Linked DNA regions of Mus musculus: regions 1, 2, 3, 4 and 6 are each linked to region 5. Evidence: chromatin contacts called from public Hi-C, HiChIP or PLAC-seq and promoter capture Hi-C data. All regions are on one chromosome and are shown on one strand. Each heading gives the region's core, a stretch centred on a gene start, on an enhancer-like site or on the middle of the called end of the contact. The rest is flanking DNA. Distances are from core to core; before and after follow the strand shown. Region 1 holds the start of Kdelr2 (KDEL (Lys-Asp-Glu-Leu) endoplasmic reticulum protein retention receptor 2). Region 2 holds the start of Zkscan5 (zinc finger with KRAB and SCAN domains 5). Region 3 holds the start of Cyth3 (cytohesin 3). Region 4 holds the start of Fam220a (family with sequence similarity 220, member A). Region 5 holds the start of Tecpr1 (tectonin beta-propeller repeat containing 1). Region 6 holds the start of Rac1 (Rac family small GTPase 1).

Region 1 (2,700 bases), core at 179-2,678, 820 kb after region 5:
GCCTTTAGGACTTCTATTTTCTGCTGTCTCTGAAAAAAATTAAATTTGAGTTTACAAAGTTATTTCATTTGGGGACATAGCATTAAGGACAGTATTTTAAGAATATATTTATTTAATCAATCAATTAATTAATGGGTTTTTGGGGAGCAGGGGGTGTTTTTGGAGACAGGACCAGCATGTAGTCCATTCTCATTTTGAATTCCTGAACCTCAGGTTACCACCTCTCGAGTGCTGGGATTACAGGCAAGCACCATCACACTCACCAAGAACTTATCTAAAACTTGTAAGATTCCTAATATTTAACGAAAGGCAGAAGTCCACAGCTATTATGTGAGGAAAGTTCACTCTACTGCCTCTCTGCAATGTAGTTTGAGGGAGGTACAGCGCCAACTCAATGGTGACGTGGAGCAAGGATACTAGCCGAGAACAGAGGCCTCTGTGGTACCCAGCGCTGGCAGTTTAAGAGAACCAGTTATTAGACGGCCACACTCAAGGATGAAAAACTAGCTTGCTTCTCAGAGTAACATGAAAACTATGCCAAGCAACTCACTTAAAAGATCCACATCTCTTTTTATGACGCATGAGATCCCGAACCCCAAGGCTTGAGTTGTAGCCTCATCAACTGTAAGCACAGGCCAGACCTGACACCATCCTGCCCCCACATCCCATCCTCTGCTTGTCCTTGAAGATAACAGAATGAATAGCAGGATGCCCCTCTTCCTCCAGCCAGCCCCACCTTCGCGGGTGGCCTGGCTGCCACGTCAGGCCCAGCTAGTCTGTGGTCCTATCCATCCTCCTCGAGCAAGTCTCCCATTGATTCCTGGGGACTCAGAGGCGCCCCCCAAAAGTCCCATGGAGAGGGACACGCCCACTAGAGCCCCACAGATCCCGTGCTAAACTTTTCAGATGCAGCAGGACGCGGGGGCAGTTACGCCAGCGCTCGCTGAGCCAGGACGGATCAAGTTCGCGAGCGGACCAAGCGCAGAACTGGGGGGCCCAGAGCTGCGACGGACACCCCAGCCCGTGTGCACACTCGGAGGGGTTTCGTTGCCCGCCGAGCAGGCCGAGATGGGTGTGTCTGGCCATCGCAAGCCCGGCACAAAGCCTCCGGAACGACCGAGAGCCGAATGGGTCGGTCGAATGGGCCAAACGCGCGCGCTCCTGCCCCGCGCGCCTCGCCCCGGCGGCCGCTCACCAGCACAGGAGCGCGTCTTCCAGATCTTCAGCAGTAGGATGACGATGGCCGCCAGGTGGGACAGGTCCCCAGTCAGCCGGAAGATGTTCATGGCGGCGGCGGTCGGCGCGGCACAGCGGCACCGGAGCTAGGCAGCGACTCGGGACGCGGCGACAGCAGCCCCGGAGAGAGGAAGCGGCGAAAGATGGCGGGAGCGGGCGCGACGTGGCCAGGGACGTGGCCGAACTGCCGTCGCGCGCGCGGGGCAGCCTGGGAGAGCGGGCGACCGCTGGGGCCACGCCCCCGCCACGCCCCTTAAAGGCCCAGCGTCGGTGAGCAGCCGGACTTTACATCCCGCGTGGACGGTCAACTGAGGACCCAGAGTCCTCCGCAATTTCCGTCTCCAGGGTTTCCGCCTAGGTGCCAGCGATTTCCTTCTCTAAGTTTTTGAAATGCCACTCAGTTGTGAGTATTGTCTTGTTTTTTTTTCCATTCCCTACTAAGATAGCAGAAATACCTATCTCAGAGGCATTGCGAGGGTAGAAAGCAAGATTAAAATTTCTGTGATTAAGAACTCCAGCTTCTCTTGTATAGGACCGAAGTTCGATGCCCAGCTCCTAACCTCGGGGAGCTTACATCACCTTTAACACCAACTCCAGGGAATTCATTGCTTCTGGCCTTTGAGAGCACCTGCACGCCCATGCACACACCCACACACAAACTAACACACACATTTTAAATAATAATAAAAATAAGTCATAAGAAATCTGTCAAAATCTATTAATTTTTATTTAAAATTACATTAAAATTTTGTATTAGGGATGGAGAGCTGGCCCAGTGGATAAGAGCAATTGCTGTTCTTCTAATAGACCTGATTTCGAGTCCCAGCACCCACAACTGCAGACTCACAACAGCCTGGAACTCCAGTTCTATCTGACACCTCTCACCTCTGAGGGTGCCTTCATGTGTGTGCGCGCGCACACACACACACACACACACACACACCCCTGAAACAATAAAAATAAAAATAAAAATTTATTTGTGGACTGTGTGGGCACATCCAGTCAGGCCCAGTTCTCTCCTTCCATCTTGTTGGTTCCTGGGACTAGGCTCAAATCTCCAGGCTTGGTGACAAGCCCCTTTAGCCGCTGAGCAACCCCACCACTTCTTTTTCTTTCCTCTCCCTCCTCTTCCTCTTCTTTCTTTTTGCTTTTATATGTCTGTTCACACGTGTGTGTGCACATGTGTAGGCTGTGAGGCCAGCTATTTCTAGGACCTTCTAGATCCTGTTACACCTTATATATTGAAGCAAGGCATCACACTTGAACCCAGAGCTTGCTGATTTGGCTAGTCTAGCAGGCCAGCTTGCCGAAGGGATCCCCTGTCTCTATCTCCCAGGCTTCAACACAGCCTAGCATTTATGTGGGTGCTGGAGATCTGGGCTGTGTTTCTCGCAGACATGTGTCAGCAATCTTTCTGGATTTACAGTGTTTCTTGTTTGCCATTTAAGAAGAAACTTGGAGGCT
Region 2 (2,700 bases), core at 10-2,509, 980 kb before region 5:
CTGTCTCAAAAACAACAGCAAAGCCAGAATATGAACGACTGAAGCACCACAGGGCTAAGACTGCATGGCAGCTCCTTCCTCACTGTCCCCGTTTCCTCTTGCAACGCACCTGTTGTCTGCGCTCCTCCAGCTCTCTCTGGATACTCTCTATCACAGCCACGGCTTCTTCCCCACTCTCGGGGTGATGCTCTCTCACCCAGGCCTGAAACTCTTCAGGCAGGATGGTGAGGAACTGCTCCAGCACCAGCAGCTCCAGGATCTGCTCTTTGGTGTGCAGCTCCGGCCTCAGCCACTCACAACAGAGAACCCGGAGCTGGCTGAGAGCATCGCGGGGTCCTGCTGCCTCATGGTACTGGAAGTGCTTGAAGCGCTGGTAAAAAGTCTCAAGCACTGGCCGGTTGTATCCCTGCATCCAGGAGCAGTCCTCTTCTTCTACTTTCACTATGAGAAGGTCTGCTTGCTCTTGCGAAGTCTCAGCGGGAGGCTCTAAGTGTATAACTGCCCTGGATTCTGTCATTATCATTCCAACTGAAGAGTCTCTAGACTCTAGCCCGTTACACTAACCCGATTTGTTCTCTGCTCTTCTAAAGGGCACTTTTTGTAGTGAACAACCTTACTGGAATGTCTGGAATTATTATTAGCTAAGAGAGGTGGCAACGACGTCATCTAGACTAAAGAAAAACCACTCAACAAAGTCATTCACTTTAAGATATAGAGAAGTTAGTCATCACTTCTCCCATAAAACAGCTAATAGCGACTACGTCCAGATTTTAATAACGTAAAAAAAAAAAAGGCCATTAAAAAGTGACATCAGGCCCAACTTAAAACAGTTTTAAAAATGAGAAAGTCCATATCTCATATAAATAACGGGACAAAATTATTCCAGACGGAGTCGTTTCTTCTCTCGATCATAAGCCAAACTGAAGTCAGTATAGGAATGAAACCCATTAAAATGGTCATATCTCATTCTGGCTTTCAAGCCATAAGAGCTTGATAGATAAACGAAAGACTTCATTAGTTCTATGAGAAGTACGGTTATACTAAAAAATTTGGACCTGGATTCTTTGTAATAGCTCCTGACCTGGAGACAGAGACCAGCCGGGTCAAGGTTAGGGACAGGACTCCAGTGTGGACACAATGTCCTACCAGCTCCTCTCCAGTCTTTAAGTCCCGGGGACCCAAAGATCAAACTCCCCGCAGCCCAGGCTTGGAAGATGGAGTTCTCACAAGCCAAGAGAGAGGCAAGTCCGACACTTTCCAACAGTTCATCGCCGGAAGTAACCAAGTACGAGCTTCAGCCATAAATCCCACCCCCAAGAGCGCTTCCGCAGCCTCTCTAGGAATCCCGGAGGTCCTAGCAGCACAGCGGGAAGGAGGAGCTACTCCTGAGCCCGCCCCCTTGTGGAGCTGACCAATCAGTCACCCTCAAGCAAGAGGCTACAAGAGCCTGGGGAAAATAGAGCTAATCTATTTCCCACCCCCAAAACCAGAGCATGGGCTTAGCTCAAGGGTAGGAATCTAGGGGGCCGGTCGGGGAAAACAAACAAACAAAATAGGTCCACCCTCTCTCTCCTCTGATTGGTCGAGCACAGCCTCACCCACCCACCCACCGCAGCACTCTGGAATTGAAGTAGGTCTGCACCATCCTGGCCACTTTTCTAAACACGCAAAGATTCTTTATTGCCCTAGAGTGGCTGAGGCTCTCGGGACTACATCTCCCAAGGAGCTGCGCGCGAAGTCTAGCCAATATGGCTGTGGCTCTCTGTCTCCAGGGCTTATTAATATGCTGCCGGGGAGGCAGACCTGACTGGCTCCGTGATAGAGGCTCTTACTGCCAAGCCTGATGACATGAGCTGATCCCTGGACTTGAGACATCCAAAAATTGTCCTTTGACTTCCACAGCTCTCCATGTAAGCCCCTTCCCCGCAGGCATTAGGTAATTTTTTAATGTTAAAGGGCATCAGGGTGTCTAGTCCGAAAGTTATATCAATTAATTGTTCGTATTTTTTTTCTATTGCTTCTGCACTTGACTAGCTTTTGAAAAACAAAACAAGCCGCGCGGTGGTGGCGCACGCCTTTAATCCCAGCACTTGGGAGGCAGAGGCAGGTGGATTTCTGAGTTCAAGGCCAGCCTGGTCTACAAAGTGAGTTCCAGGACAGGCAGGGCTACACAGAGAAACCCTGTCAAGAAAGGAAGGAAGGAAGGAAGGAAGGAAGGAAGGAAGGGAGGAAGGAAGGAAGGAAGGAAGGAAGGAAGGAAGGAAGGAAGGGAAAGAAAGAGACAAAACGAATGCAGCAGAGGGAAGAAAGAGAGAGAAAAAGGAAGAAAAAAAGAGAAAAACAAAACAAACAAAACGAATGCAGCAGAGGGAAAAAAGCGCCTGTTGCTGTATCGGCTGAAAAGCTGAAAGATGCGCCCAGAGCATGGCAGCCAGGCGGCTGGGGAGAAACAATAGTTTGAAGACAGAAGTTTTGCTTAAAGCCTGTTACCCTAAATTGTAAATCCCATTTTAAATTATCTACCCCTCTCTTGAGGCGTTTTCATCATTTTCCAAGTCCTTCGAATACTGGTAGTATCAGAGAACCTGTTGTCACACTTCAGGGGCCCACCAAAACAGACTACCGTGGAATTGCAACCCCTGCCATCAGTGGAAGACCTAGTTACAGAACTAAGGTCACAACACTGGGGGCGGAGGGAAG
Region 3 (2,700 bases), core at 175-2,674, 600 kb after region 5:
TTAAGACTTCTTTTTCCCCCTAAACACTCCCTTATTACATGGGATTCTGATCATTCTGTCAGCAAAAAAGGAAGATCGTTCCTCAAAGTCCAGACAGCTTCAACTTGGGGTGTTTGGGTAAAAAATGACGGGTACATTATTAACCCTTTGCTTACTTCAAGTAAAGTCCCACTCCACAAACGGTGACTCTTGATGTTTTGGGAAACCAAATTCATGAAATGACACAACAGGAATCTGTACTCCGTTGAGTAATTTGCAACCGGCTCATTTGCAGCAGGGTGGAACTCAAAGTCAGGCACATACATACAGCCTGAGCAACACGGAGAACTGATAGCCCACCTCTGGAAGGGTGTCTGTCACAGGCACCTGTCCAGGAGTCTAACAGTCTCGCTGCTGTGGCTCCCGCATCCCACCCTCGGCTTTAAAGGAATCCCACCTGACCCCTTTAATTTCTTAATTATATTTTCCATTTGGTGGTGTTGGGGATCAAACTCAGCGTCCTGGGCATGCTAGACAATGATTCTATCATTTGTGCTATTTGGCCCCCTTTTTATTTTTACACCCGACCCCTTCTCTGTAGCATTTTTTCTTTTCTATTTGATAAAAAAATGCATACTCAGACCTGGACTGGAGCTGCCTGCCCCTCATGTCCTTTAAGCCATTCCCAATGAGTACTTCTGATCTAAAAATCAGAGACGTGGTCATGACTTCCAACCTTCCTCCTCTCCCCCGACCGATCCACCCCACCCTCCGGGCCCTCCGAGTCCTCCAAATTGAAAACTTTCCCCTCCCCATCCAGGAGCTCCCAAGCTCCAGACACCTGAGGAGAGCTGAAAAGGAGAGGGGCCCGTCCGAAACAGCTGGGCTAGGGAGGGCGTGGACGCCCTTGGCAATGAGACGCTGGGAAGGTCGCCCCGCAGAGTGGCCCCATCTCAGAAAGGCGACCTGGAGCTGTGCTGCGGAGACCCCGGCCTCGAACCCGCGACCCGCGACCGCGCTGGGCGACGACCCCGCGGTCTCCGACATGTCCTCTCACCAGGGCAGCGAAGCCCGAGTCCCCGCCTTACCCCGCGCACCTCCCCACGGTCGCCGCCACCCCACCCGACACCCGGCCCCACGTCTCAAGCCTGGGCTCTCAACAGCGCGACCCTCGGCCTCAGGGCCGCCCAGAGAGCCGGCCACACCTCCATCACTCACCGCTGCCGCCCTCACCGCCACCGCCTTCGTCCATTTTGAGGCCACTCCCCGCCAGCCGGCGAGCCCGGAGCCGGCGGGAGCGACTGGGCTGAACGCCGGGACTAAGAGAAGTGGTCGCGGGGAGAACCGGAGAGCTCCTCAGCGAGCGCGGCCCGGGTCGCGGCCGGGCCTCCACGGAGGGCCGGGCGGAGCCTCACTGCTCCGGCGCCATCACGTGACACAAAACCACGCCTCCCCTGTCGGTGTGGGCGGAGCCTAGACGCCGAGCGGTCCCGCCCACCAGACTCCGCCCGGCCTTGCAGTAGCTGCAGTAGCTGCTTAGCTAGGAGACTTGGATCCTGCAGCGCAGCACTCTCCCTCGAACCTCCTGTCTGCCCCTCTAGAGCATCCTGGAGAGGAAGCCGGGTCTATCAGGAGCACGAGGACGCCCTGCTCTACAAAACCTGATGGCTAAGGGCTGCGACTCGCAAATGCATAGAGTAGGGAGTGAGAAACTATCTGAAAAGGAAGGCTGATGATTGGCTCAAGTGGCCCCCACTTAAAGGCAGAAGGAAAGAACTGACTATAAAGTTTTACTGTGACCGCAGCATGCGTGGGCGTCCACACATGACATACACACAGTAATAATTGTGTGGGGATGTAGTTCTGTTGTTAAGAGCACTCGCTGCTCTTGAAGAGAATCAGAGTTTGGTTCTCAGCACCCACAGAACCCTTGTAACTATGACTACAAAAAGGATCCAATACTTCCGGCCTCCAAGGGCACCTGCACTCATATGACGGTTATCTGGCACACTCTTACCTCCACCCACATCAGGCATGCTTGTAGTGCACACATATATGTGCGGGCAAAACACTGATACACACAAAATAAAATTTTAAAAAAACTTTTTGAGATAGGGTTTCTCTGCATAGCCATCAATGTCATGGAACTCTTTCTCTGTAGACCAGGCTGACCTTGAACTCAGAGATCTTCCTGCCTTTGACTCCTGAATGCTGGAGCTAAAAGGATGAGCCACCATGCCCAGCTAAATAAATCTTTTTTTAAGTGTTTATTTTAAAAATAATAAAAACTGGGTGCGGTGGCGAATACCTTTGACCACAGCAAGCCAATCTCAACAGAATCTTAGTGGGTTTAGTCTGCTTAGTGAGTTCCAAGTTAGCCAGGGCTACCTAGTGAGTCTCTGTCTGAAGTCATCATCATCATCATCTGAAAACGAGCCCATGAGAAGACTCTCCCCACCCCCACCTCCTCCCTTCTTTACCCTCAGAATGTTAGGGTAATTCCAGCCTTTTATCTTTTGGGTGTATAATAATAATGGAGTCTCATTTTTCCTGCGGATTGGATGCATTTTAGAATTAACAAAGTATTAGGTTGGTAAATGAATATAGTGATGCTGTTGAACCCTAACCCCAGTCCGGCACAGCTGGGGCTCGGCTCTCAGAAAGCATTAGTACAGGGGTTGGCCAGTCTGGCGTCAGATGCCCGTGCAGTTGAGCGTTAGT
Region 4 (2,700 bases), core at 31-2,530, 670 kb after region 5:
AACTAGGTAGCACTATACTGAACTGGCGCCTCTGCACACCAGGGAACAACATAAGCACAGTAAGGCTGGGGTTAGGGCTGGCAAACCAATGCACCCACCGGGTTCATTTCCAGAACCACAAAAAACCAAAAACAAAACAAAAACAACAACAAAAAACCTCTGTCAGATTACATGCTTCCCAGGGGTGGAGCCAAGTCCTTCCTTCCAACACAGCCTGTGACACTCCAAGGTGTGTAAACAGAATCCAAGTTCACTATGCAGCCTTTCTTACATTTTGAGACAGAACACTCAGGTCCGTAAGACCTCTCCGCTAGAAAAAAAAGCATTTTGTAAATTCAAGATAGAGAAATGTCAGTCATTTTCAGCAAATGAGGCCTCCAGAATGCTGATGCAGGCATGCTGTTAGTCCACGTCTAAACTGTTGCAGGCCTCTAAATCTGTTTTCCCTCTTTCTCTCTCATCTTCATCCCTATCGCCATTTCTAATCCCTGGTCAGAAGATACCGAAAACATTGGTCAAGACACCATTAACTTTCAACCTACAGTACAAGGATAATATAATATACCGTCACAAAGTTTGGGGAACCAGAATTCACAAAGGAACTCGCAGCTACAGGATCGCCAACAATTTGTCATTTTTGAGGACAAAGCGTCCTAAGGGACCTTCCTGTCATCTTTCCTTGGACCCCACCCCCAGATGTGGGAACCTACCTTCTGAAGCATCCTCTATGCAGAGTAGGGTAACGGGGGTGGGAGGGACGCGGTGTTTGGTTCACACTCAGCCTCAGGCTGATAGCATGAGCCCCTTAGCACCTGCATCCCGCCGAGCCAGGTGGGCAGGGATGCGGAGGGCGCGGCTCACCTACCTGCAGGCGCACGTTGAGCATCATGGAAGCCACGATGTAGAGGTAAGGAAAGTTGATGCGCAGCCGCCAAGCCAAGTCAAAGAAGATGAGCAGCGTGCGGGTCAGCCCCTTGCAGAAGACCCCATAGGAGCGGGCGGCGGCCGAGCGCGACAGCCGGACAGCCAGACCCGACAGAGCCGTCGCCATATAGAGATCCGCGGCGCCCCCACTGCCCGCCCGCCCTCCCTCTCCGCGCCCCGTCGCCCAAGGCCTCCTCTCCCGGGCCGCTGCTCAGCGCTCAGCGATCTCAGGGAGCAAGGGAGACCGCGGCGAGGCCGGCAGGAGGGCGGGCCGCGGGGGAGCCGAGTCTGCGCGTCACTCTCCGGAGGCGACTCCACCAGCTACCACCTGGATTCCCGGCCGGGCCGCGCGGCCTGACGTCACAAAGCCGGCCCGCGCCTGCGCAGGCAGCAGACTCCGCCTCCCGCCCCGCCCCGGGCCGCCCCGCCCCTCGGGCGGCTTTCCTGCAAGTGAAGTGCGCATGAGTTGGAGACTAGGGTTGGCTGCGTTGCATCTGGCGTCCTCTAATGGTGAAGAGTTGAGAATAACGACACAGGGAAAGTGGCGTGGTGGCGCTAGCCTGTTAATATTCCAGCACTCAAGAGACTGAAGCAGGAAAAACATGAACTCAAGGCTGGCTGCTCCTCCAGAGGACCCTCAGTTCAGTTTCCCGTACCCACACTAGGTGGCTCAAAATCCACCTGTAGCTGGCTCCAGGAGAGCCAATATCTGACCTTCCTGGGCATCTGCACTCATTCGCACACACACCACATCCAAATAAAAATCAATCTTTAAAATATAACAGAAAAGAGATGATGCCTGGGTATGGCCACAGGTACTTTATAACACACATATTCCTAAAAATGGTTACAGTGAGACCAGCAAAATGGTGAAGTAGGTAAAATGCACTTCCCATTGCTCCAGAGGATCTGAGTTCAATTCCTGAGACCCTCATGGTGGAAGAACACAAGTGACTCTAGGGTGTTGCCTTCTATGCTGCTCATTTATTTTTGTTAACGTGACACAAGATAGACCAGCAGTTCTCAACCAGTGGGTCGCGACCTCTCTGGAGACCGAACGATCCTTTCACAGTGGTTAGCCTAAGACCACCTGTATATCAGATATTTACATTACGATTCGTAAAATTAGCAAAACTAAAGTTATAAAGTCGTTGTGAAATAATTTTATGGTTGGTGGTCACCACACGAAGAACTGTATTAAGGGGGTCGCGCATTGGAAGGCTGAGAACCTCGTCTAGAGTTATCTAATTCCTAGAGTTATGCTGGAAAAAGGAACCTCAATTGAAAAACTGCCTCCATCAGGTTGACCTGTAAGCGATTCTGTACGGCATCTTCTTGTTTGGTGATGGGTGTGAGAGGGTCCAGGCCATAAAGGGTGATATCAACTCAGCAGCAGCCTCCTGAAACTGGAATAGCAACAGGTTAGCGCTGCCACGCCACGTTCCCTGTTATCCTCAGCTTCACCATTAGAGGGCGCCAGGACGCAACGCAGCAACCCCACTCTACGACTCACACATGTAAGAAAACAAGGTAAACCTGGTGGTCCGTGGTGGTGATGGTGCATGCTTTTAACCCCAGTACTCAGTAGACAGAGGCAGGCAGATCTCTGTGAGTTCGAGGTCAGTCCAGTTTTTAGACTGAGATCCAGAACAGCCAAAGCTACACAGAGAAACCCTGTTAAGAAAAGAAAAGAAATATAAGGCAAAGGCAAATAAATTCTTTTCTCCCCACCTTGTTTTTGGTAATAGTGTTTAGCACAGCAGTAGAAATCAAAAA
Region 5 (2,700 bases), core at 32-2,531:
GAACTAGACAACCAATTCCAATAAGTTGTCCTCTGACCAAAGACAGAGAGACAGACACACATACACTAAATAAATGTTGTAAGGAGAGAAAAAAAAAAGACCCCCTAAAACTAACGAGGGGCTGGAGAGATGGCTCAGACATTAAGAACACCTGCTCTGCAGTGAGGACCAGAATCAGATCCAGCGTCCTCTTAACACACCAGGTGTCCCTGCAAATGACTTAACCTTAACCCCAAGGTGAGCAGAAACCAGGGGGTGTCAGGGGGTTGCTGGATTCCAGCCTAATGAAGACAGTAGGCAACCTTGCCTCAGAACAGGCAGAATAGCAGCAGAGAGCACCCGGTGGATGCCCTCTTCAGGCCTGTGTGGGTTATATACAGGTACACACACCCCTACACACAACACATACATCTGCTTATACTCTCACACATAAACAAATCAAAATCTAAAACACACTAATTAAAAAAAATAATACAGAATTTACCGGTGAGGTGGCTCAGTAGGTAAAGGCTGAGAAGCCTGAAGTACTGAGTTCGAACCCTGGGACCCACACGGTGGTAGGAAAAAAACCAACTTTAGAAAGCTGTCCTCTGATCTCTGCACCTAGCGCATTGCGCACGTGCACACAGGAACACACATACAAATAAATATTTTTTTAAAAACTAAAAAGTTAATAAGAGGCTAGAGAGATGGCTCAGCAGTTAAGAGCACTAACCCGGGGACCCGGTGTCAATACCCAGCATCCACATGGGAGCTCACAACTGTGACTCCAGTACCAGGGGATCTGACAACGTCACACGGACATGAATGCAGGCAAAAGAAGGCAAACTGCACAAGGCACATAAGAATAAATAAATCTTTAAACAAGAAATGAAGAATTAGAAATGACGACTATCCTTTCTTATGAAGGCTGGAAAACAGACTCCTGTGTCAACTAAAGAAATCCAACCCTGAAAAAACCTGACTCCGCTTCGGGAGCGGTGCAGGCCGGTGTAGACGAGAAGTGCTTCAGGCAAGAAGGAGGGACGTGCCGGAGAAGGTTGGAGCGCAGGAAGCAGGCATGTGAGGACGCGCTGGGACCCGCGGAGTCCTGAGAGGGGACGTAGCAACCCGCTCCTTTCCTCCCGACTAGCACAGAGCGCCGCTGGCTAGCGGGACCCGGCGCGACCTCGAGAGTGCGCACGCGCGCCACCCCGAGCCGGAGAAATTGCGGCTGAGCGCAGCAGCCAATCGTGAGCTTCCAGGCAGTTGCGTCACTCCGAATCTGGCCGATCAACGCTGAGTTGATTATTGCTTCCGGCCCGCCCTCTAGCCTGAGGCCGGGGGAGGGCCGGACTGTAGCTAAAACCGAGGAGTACAGAAGCCTCCGCTGGGAACCCGCCCCACCGGGCGTGGGCACAGGTAAGTGCGGCGCGATGTCCCCGTAACATCGGTGACAAGGGCCGTGGAGACTCCGATCGATGTTATTTGGGTGGCACAGAGCAGAGGTGCTCCCAGTTTTCCGATCCCTCTCCTCCATTGGCTGCGTTAACTGGGACGATCGAGGGAGGGAGAGGGGACTGTACTTGTGTTCTCTGCTGCACACCTACAGGGCACCACCCCTACCCCTGCTTTGGAACCCCTAAATGTCTGCTCGTGAACCCGCTTCATAGCATGACCCCCATTGCAGCCTTTGCAGCCTTAGGACTGCAGAGATTTGAAGACGCCGATCGCCGAGCCTGCATGATTTTAGAGAAATGGAACATCCAGGAGCCTGTCTGTAGCCTTTCTTCTCCCTTGACGTTGGGAGCAAATCTGCTTGCTTTAGGATTAGTGTAGGCAGATGGTCACAGCCCTACAGCTCCGACATATGCTCCTGGTGACAGTGCAGGGGACCCACCTGTCGCCCAAGTGCAGGAACTGGGATCAAAGCCAGGTCGCTTCCTGCCGGCTGGGGCTGGGCCCGACTCTATTTACTCTCCAGGAAGGGCCCCCACTCCCATACAAGCTCTGATATTTCCTGTCTTCTTTTTTAACCCTAACATCACCTTGGAGTGGTCCCTGCGCTTGGCAGCCAGGAAACAACTTTAATAGCCAGTGCACATCAGACAGGAGTGAGGGTGTAATAGAAAAACCAGAAGAAGTCTTGCAGCCTGAAGACAGATTCCGCAGAAGTAAACGTTTTGTGGCTTCTGTGTGCTGTGTTGTGGCCTCAAGAGCATCTACTGCCCACTGCTTGCTCTGCTTTTTGTTTGTTTGTTTGTTTGTTTGTTTGTTTTTATGTATATGAGTACACTGTAGCTGTACAGATGGTTGTGAGCCACCATGTGGTTGCTGGGATTTTGAATTCAGGACCTTCGGAAGAGCAGTCAGTGCTCTTAACCACTGAGCCATTTCTCCAGCCCTGTTTTCTTGTTGTTGCTGTTGTTTTTGTTTTTAATTTCTTTGTGTGTGCAGATGCACAAGCGGCTGTGGAAGTCAGAGGTCAACCTGCACCATCCACTTTGTTTTTTTAAAGCTGGGATTTCTCACTAGCCCGGGGCCCACTAATTAGGCTAGGCTAACCAACCAGGAAACCCCAGGGATCCATCCACCTCTTCAGCTCTAGGGTTATAAGCAAGTGCCATTGTGGCTCACTTACAAGTATTTTTACAGTTTAGTGTGTGTGTTTTGCGTGTGTGCGCACACGCATGCGTGCGTGGCTCATGGGTGGAGATAAGA
Region 6 (2,700 bases), core at 169-2,668, 700 kb after region 5:
TTACAGGTGGCTGTAAGCCATGTGATTCAGGTGCTGGGAACCTAACTCCAGTCTACTGGAAGAGCAGCTTGGCCTCTTAAGCTCCAGGAGGAGGGAACTTGCCAGGCAAGTGTGAGGAACAGAGCTCCAATCCAGAAACTAGTATACTAGGAGGGTACGGTGACTCACCTGTAACTCCGGAAGATAAAGATGGGATCTCCAGGGCAAGCTGGTTGGCTAGATTAACTGGAATTGGCCAGTTTTGTGTTCAATGAGAGATCTTACTTCAATATATATAAGGTGAACAGCAACTGAATACACCCAGTGTCAACCTTGGTCTTCTATACACATGTGCACCACACATGTGCCCACACATGAAAACATGCACACACACACACACCACAGATAACCAAAAATATCTTTAATGTTCTTGTCTTCTAATAGGCTACCTTATTTGTGAATGAATTATATGCTTACCCTATCATATCAGCAATCTTTAAAAGAATTCTTCTGACCTTTATCCTTCTGTTTATTATTTTAATGGTATGTATGTTTTTTTTTCCTTATATTTTTGTTTATTTAGTGCTCCCTCCCCACCCCCCACCCCTATTGAGAAAGTCTCATGGTAGGTCAGGTTAACGCTGGACGCTACATAGCCAGAGGTCAAACTTCAGATGTTTCTGCTACCTCCAGTCCAGAGCTGGGATTCCAGGTATGCACTACCTGATATATACCACATCTGTTTCATACCGTCGTGAGGTTCAATCCTAGGGTTTCATATCTGTATCTGCTCGGGGAAGCACTCTACCAATTGAGTTGCATATCCAGAGGTTGGACTTGAGGTTGATCCCCAGGATTCTACTGCTTCCGCCCACCAAGTGCTGGGATTACAGGTGAGCCACCAGGGCAGGCTGTGATGTGCTAGGGATGGAGCCCCAGGCTGTACATGCCGGCAAACATTCTGACTTGGCTACATCCCTAGCAGTTTCTTTTTTGAGACTGGATCTCACTGTGGCACGAGCTATACAGAATTTTCTAGCAGGATCTTACGCTACAGCATACTGTAGTTATCACATAACAAGGGGGCTCAGGAATCTCTCCATGGAGTTGGCACAAGTAGGTTGCGAGCGAACGGGACCCTACCACTGACCCGAACCCGTAACCCCAGGATTCAGAGGGCTTCCTAAACCTGGTCACAACCGGGACGCTTTAGCGTGCCAAGATGGCGGCCGCCCCGCCCCGCGGCCGCCGAGCCCGTTCTCCGGCTGGAGCCGACTGTTGCCGAGCTTTCCCGAAAGCCCGTGGAAGCCAGGAACGGCGCGGGCGGGCGCGCGGGCGGGCGGGAGCGGCCCCGCCCGGAGCCTGGGAGCTGCGTCGACGGCACCGAGGGGGAGGGGAGGCCGGATGTGAGTGGAGCGGCCATTTCCTGTTTCTCTGCAGTTTTCCCCAGCTTTGGGTGGTGGCTGCTGCTGCGCTTCGCCTTCCCGTGCGCTGAGGGCCCGGCGGCGTGGACAGCAGTCCCGGCACTCGGCGCCCCGCCGCCCGCAGCCTCGCCCAGCGCTTCCCGAGCCCGCCGCTTCGCGCCTCAGCCACCGGCCGCCGCCGCCGCCGCCGCGGCCCACCGAGCGGCCCAGATGCAGGCCATCAAGTGTGTGGTGGTGGGAGACGGGTGAGTGCACGGCCGCGCCTGGCGCTCCGGACCCGGTGCCGCGCGCAGCGCCATCGGGGGCCCCCGCAGGCCCGAAAAGCCTCGAGCTGGCGTAGAGCGCGCGCCCGGCCTTCTGGGGGGCGCGAGCCTCCCACCCTCCCGGGCCTGGTTCCGGATTCTGGTTGGGGGAGGGCCTGGGCGAGCCGGCCGGAGGGAAAAGTGAACTCCACCCTCCTGCCTTCTTCCCGGGCCGGACGCCGCCCGTCGCCCTACTCGACTTGGCACGTAGGCGAGGCTGGTTTGAAGAATTTTTCTTGAAACATTTTTAAAAAAAATTTTTGTCTTTTGAGAAAGGGACGTATAGTTTCTTCATTTACTCAGGGTACCCCCTCGCACCCCCCCCCCCGAGAACTGGGATAGGTAACGGCCTCCAAGTCGGCCGGCCCTGGTCGATGCATGTTTGCACCAGTCACTTGGGTGACCTGGAACTTGGGAAAGGGCTCGGTTGCTTCGACTTGACAGGGTGTTTATAAAAATATTCATTTTCACACTTACGCCGAGAAAGTTACTGGGATGCTAGCTGAAGGAGTGTGATGAAGACTGTCCATTGAACGAAGTGTGGTTATTAAAAACAAACAAACCTTCTCTGAAGGCATTAGATATGGATGTAGCAGATCCAGCTCCCTGTGACTCGAGGCAATTCTTTTCGTGATTGACCGTGATGGTTTCAGGCCCTTGAGGGAGACAAGACTGGTCTTATGCAGTCCGTCCCGTTCCCCCCACCCCTTCGGTAGAAACAAGAATCTCAGTGTAATCGGAGCAAAATCGCGCGTCTCAGCGTAGCTTGTGTAGGTTCGTGTTAACGAGGAAGCTTGGAGATTTACCACCCGTTTCCTCAAACGCAGAGTGCAACTGGTCCACTTTCTAGTTCAGTCGAGTACGTTGCCAAACTTGCTTAATGCCTTCCACACTTGCAGTGAGCACTCGCCGCCCATGGGTTTATGAGCCCGTGGATTTATGAGCGATTGTTCAGCGTATTTACAGAACTCTACATTAGACTTTGGGATCGTCCC

Evidence for each region. Promoter capture Hi-C pulls out the DNA fragments that hold promoters and counts their contacts. Hi-C and Micro-C count contacts between places; a contact is called where the count stands out from the background. HiChIP or PLAC-seq counts read pairs in DNA pulled down with a chosen protein or histone mark.
Region 1: a contact with region 5 is called in a FOXA1 HiChIP or PLAC-seq map of pancreatic cancer cells. The contact joins the promoter of Kdelr2 here to the promoter of Tecpr1 in region 5. A contact is called at or near these places in 1 of 39 promoter capture datasets (pre-B cells) and 3 of 115 datasets of contacts at active chromatin or transcription factors (double positive thymocytes, memory CD8 T cells and pancreatic cancer cells).
Region 2: a contact with region 5 is called in a Hi-C map of B cells, with 10 read pairs. The contact joins the promoter of Zkscan5 here to the promoter of Tecpr1 in region 5. A contact is called at or near these places in 1 of 39 promoter capture datasets (maxillary cranial neural crest), 1 of 484 Hi-C or Micro-C datasets (B cells), 1 of 115 datasets of contacts at active chromatin or transcription factors (memory CD8 T cells) and 1 of 9 other capture datasets (adipose tissue).
Region 3: a contact with region 5 is called in an H3K27ac HiChIP or PLAC-seq map of thymic regulatory T cells, with 3 times the contacts expected there. The contact joins the promoter of Cyth3 here to the promoter of Tecpr1 in region 5. A contact is called at or near these places in 1 of 484 Hi-C or Micro-C datasets (CD4 T cells) and 2 of 115 datasets of contacts at active chromatin or transcription factors (bone marrow-derived macrophages and thymic regulatory T cells).
Region 4: a promoter capture Hi-C map of pre-B cells shows a contact between it and region 5, with 3 times the contacts expected there. The contact joins the promoter of Fam220a here to the promoter of Tecpr1 in region 5. A contact is called at or near these places in 3 of 39 promoter capture datasets (hippocampal neurons, liver and pre-B cells).
Region 6: an H3K27ac HiChIP or PLAC-seq map of embryonic stem cells shows a contact between it and region 5, with 2.3 times the contacts expected there. The contact joins the promoter of Rac1 here to the promoter of Tecpr1 in region 5. A contact is called at or near these places in 3 of 39 promoter capture datasets (embryonic stem cells, liver and pre-B cells) and 2 of 115 datasets of contacts at active chromatin or transcription factors (embryonic stem cells and memory CD8 T cells).

Annotation. Positions count from the first base shown.
Region 1 is chr5:143,402,548-143,405,247 of GRCm38.p6, reverse strand. It overlaps Kdelr2 (KDEL (Lys-Asp-Glu-Leu) endoplasmic reticulum protein retention receptor 2), which reads right to left and starts at 1,428. Exons shown (of 5, transcript NM_025841.4): 1 at 1,196-1,428. The coding sequence starts at 1,286. Gm20635 (a long non-coding RNA gene) reads left to right here and starts at 1,506. Exons shown (of 3, transcript XR_868670.2): 1 at 1,506-1,639.
Region 2 is chr5:145,203,118-145,205,817 of GRCm38.p6, reverse strand. It overlaps Zkscan5 (zinc finger with KRAB and SCAN domains 5), which reads right to left and starts at 1,259. Exons shown (of 6, transcript NM_016683.2): 1 at 110-1,259. The coding sequence starts at 523. It also overlaps a transcript of Zkscan14 not described here.
Region 3 is chr5:143,621,171-143,623,870 of GRCm38.p6, reverse strand. Cyth3 (cytohesin 3) reads right to left here and starts at 1,424. Exons shown (of 13, transcript NM_011182.4): 1 at 1,198-1,424. The coding sequence starts at 1,231.
Region 4 is chr5:143,547,300-143,549,999 of GRCm38.p6, reverse strand. It overlaps Fam220a (family with sequence similarity 220, member A), which reads right to left and starts at 1,280. Exons shown (of 2, transcript NM_133703.5): 1 at 866-1,280.
Region 5 is chr5:144,222,196-144,224,895 of GRCm38.p6, reverse strand. It overlaps Tecpr1 (tectonin beta-propeller repeat containing 1), which reads left to right and starts at 1,281. Exons shown (of 25, transcript NM_027410.2): 1 at 1,281-1,401.
Region 6 is chr5:143,526,711-143,529,410 of GRCm38.p6, reverse strand. Rac1 (Rac family small GTPase 1) reads left to right here and starts at 1,418. Exons shown (of 6, transcript NM_009007.2): 1 at 1,418-1,648. The coding sequence starts at 1,614.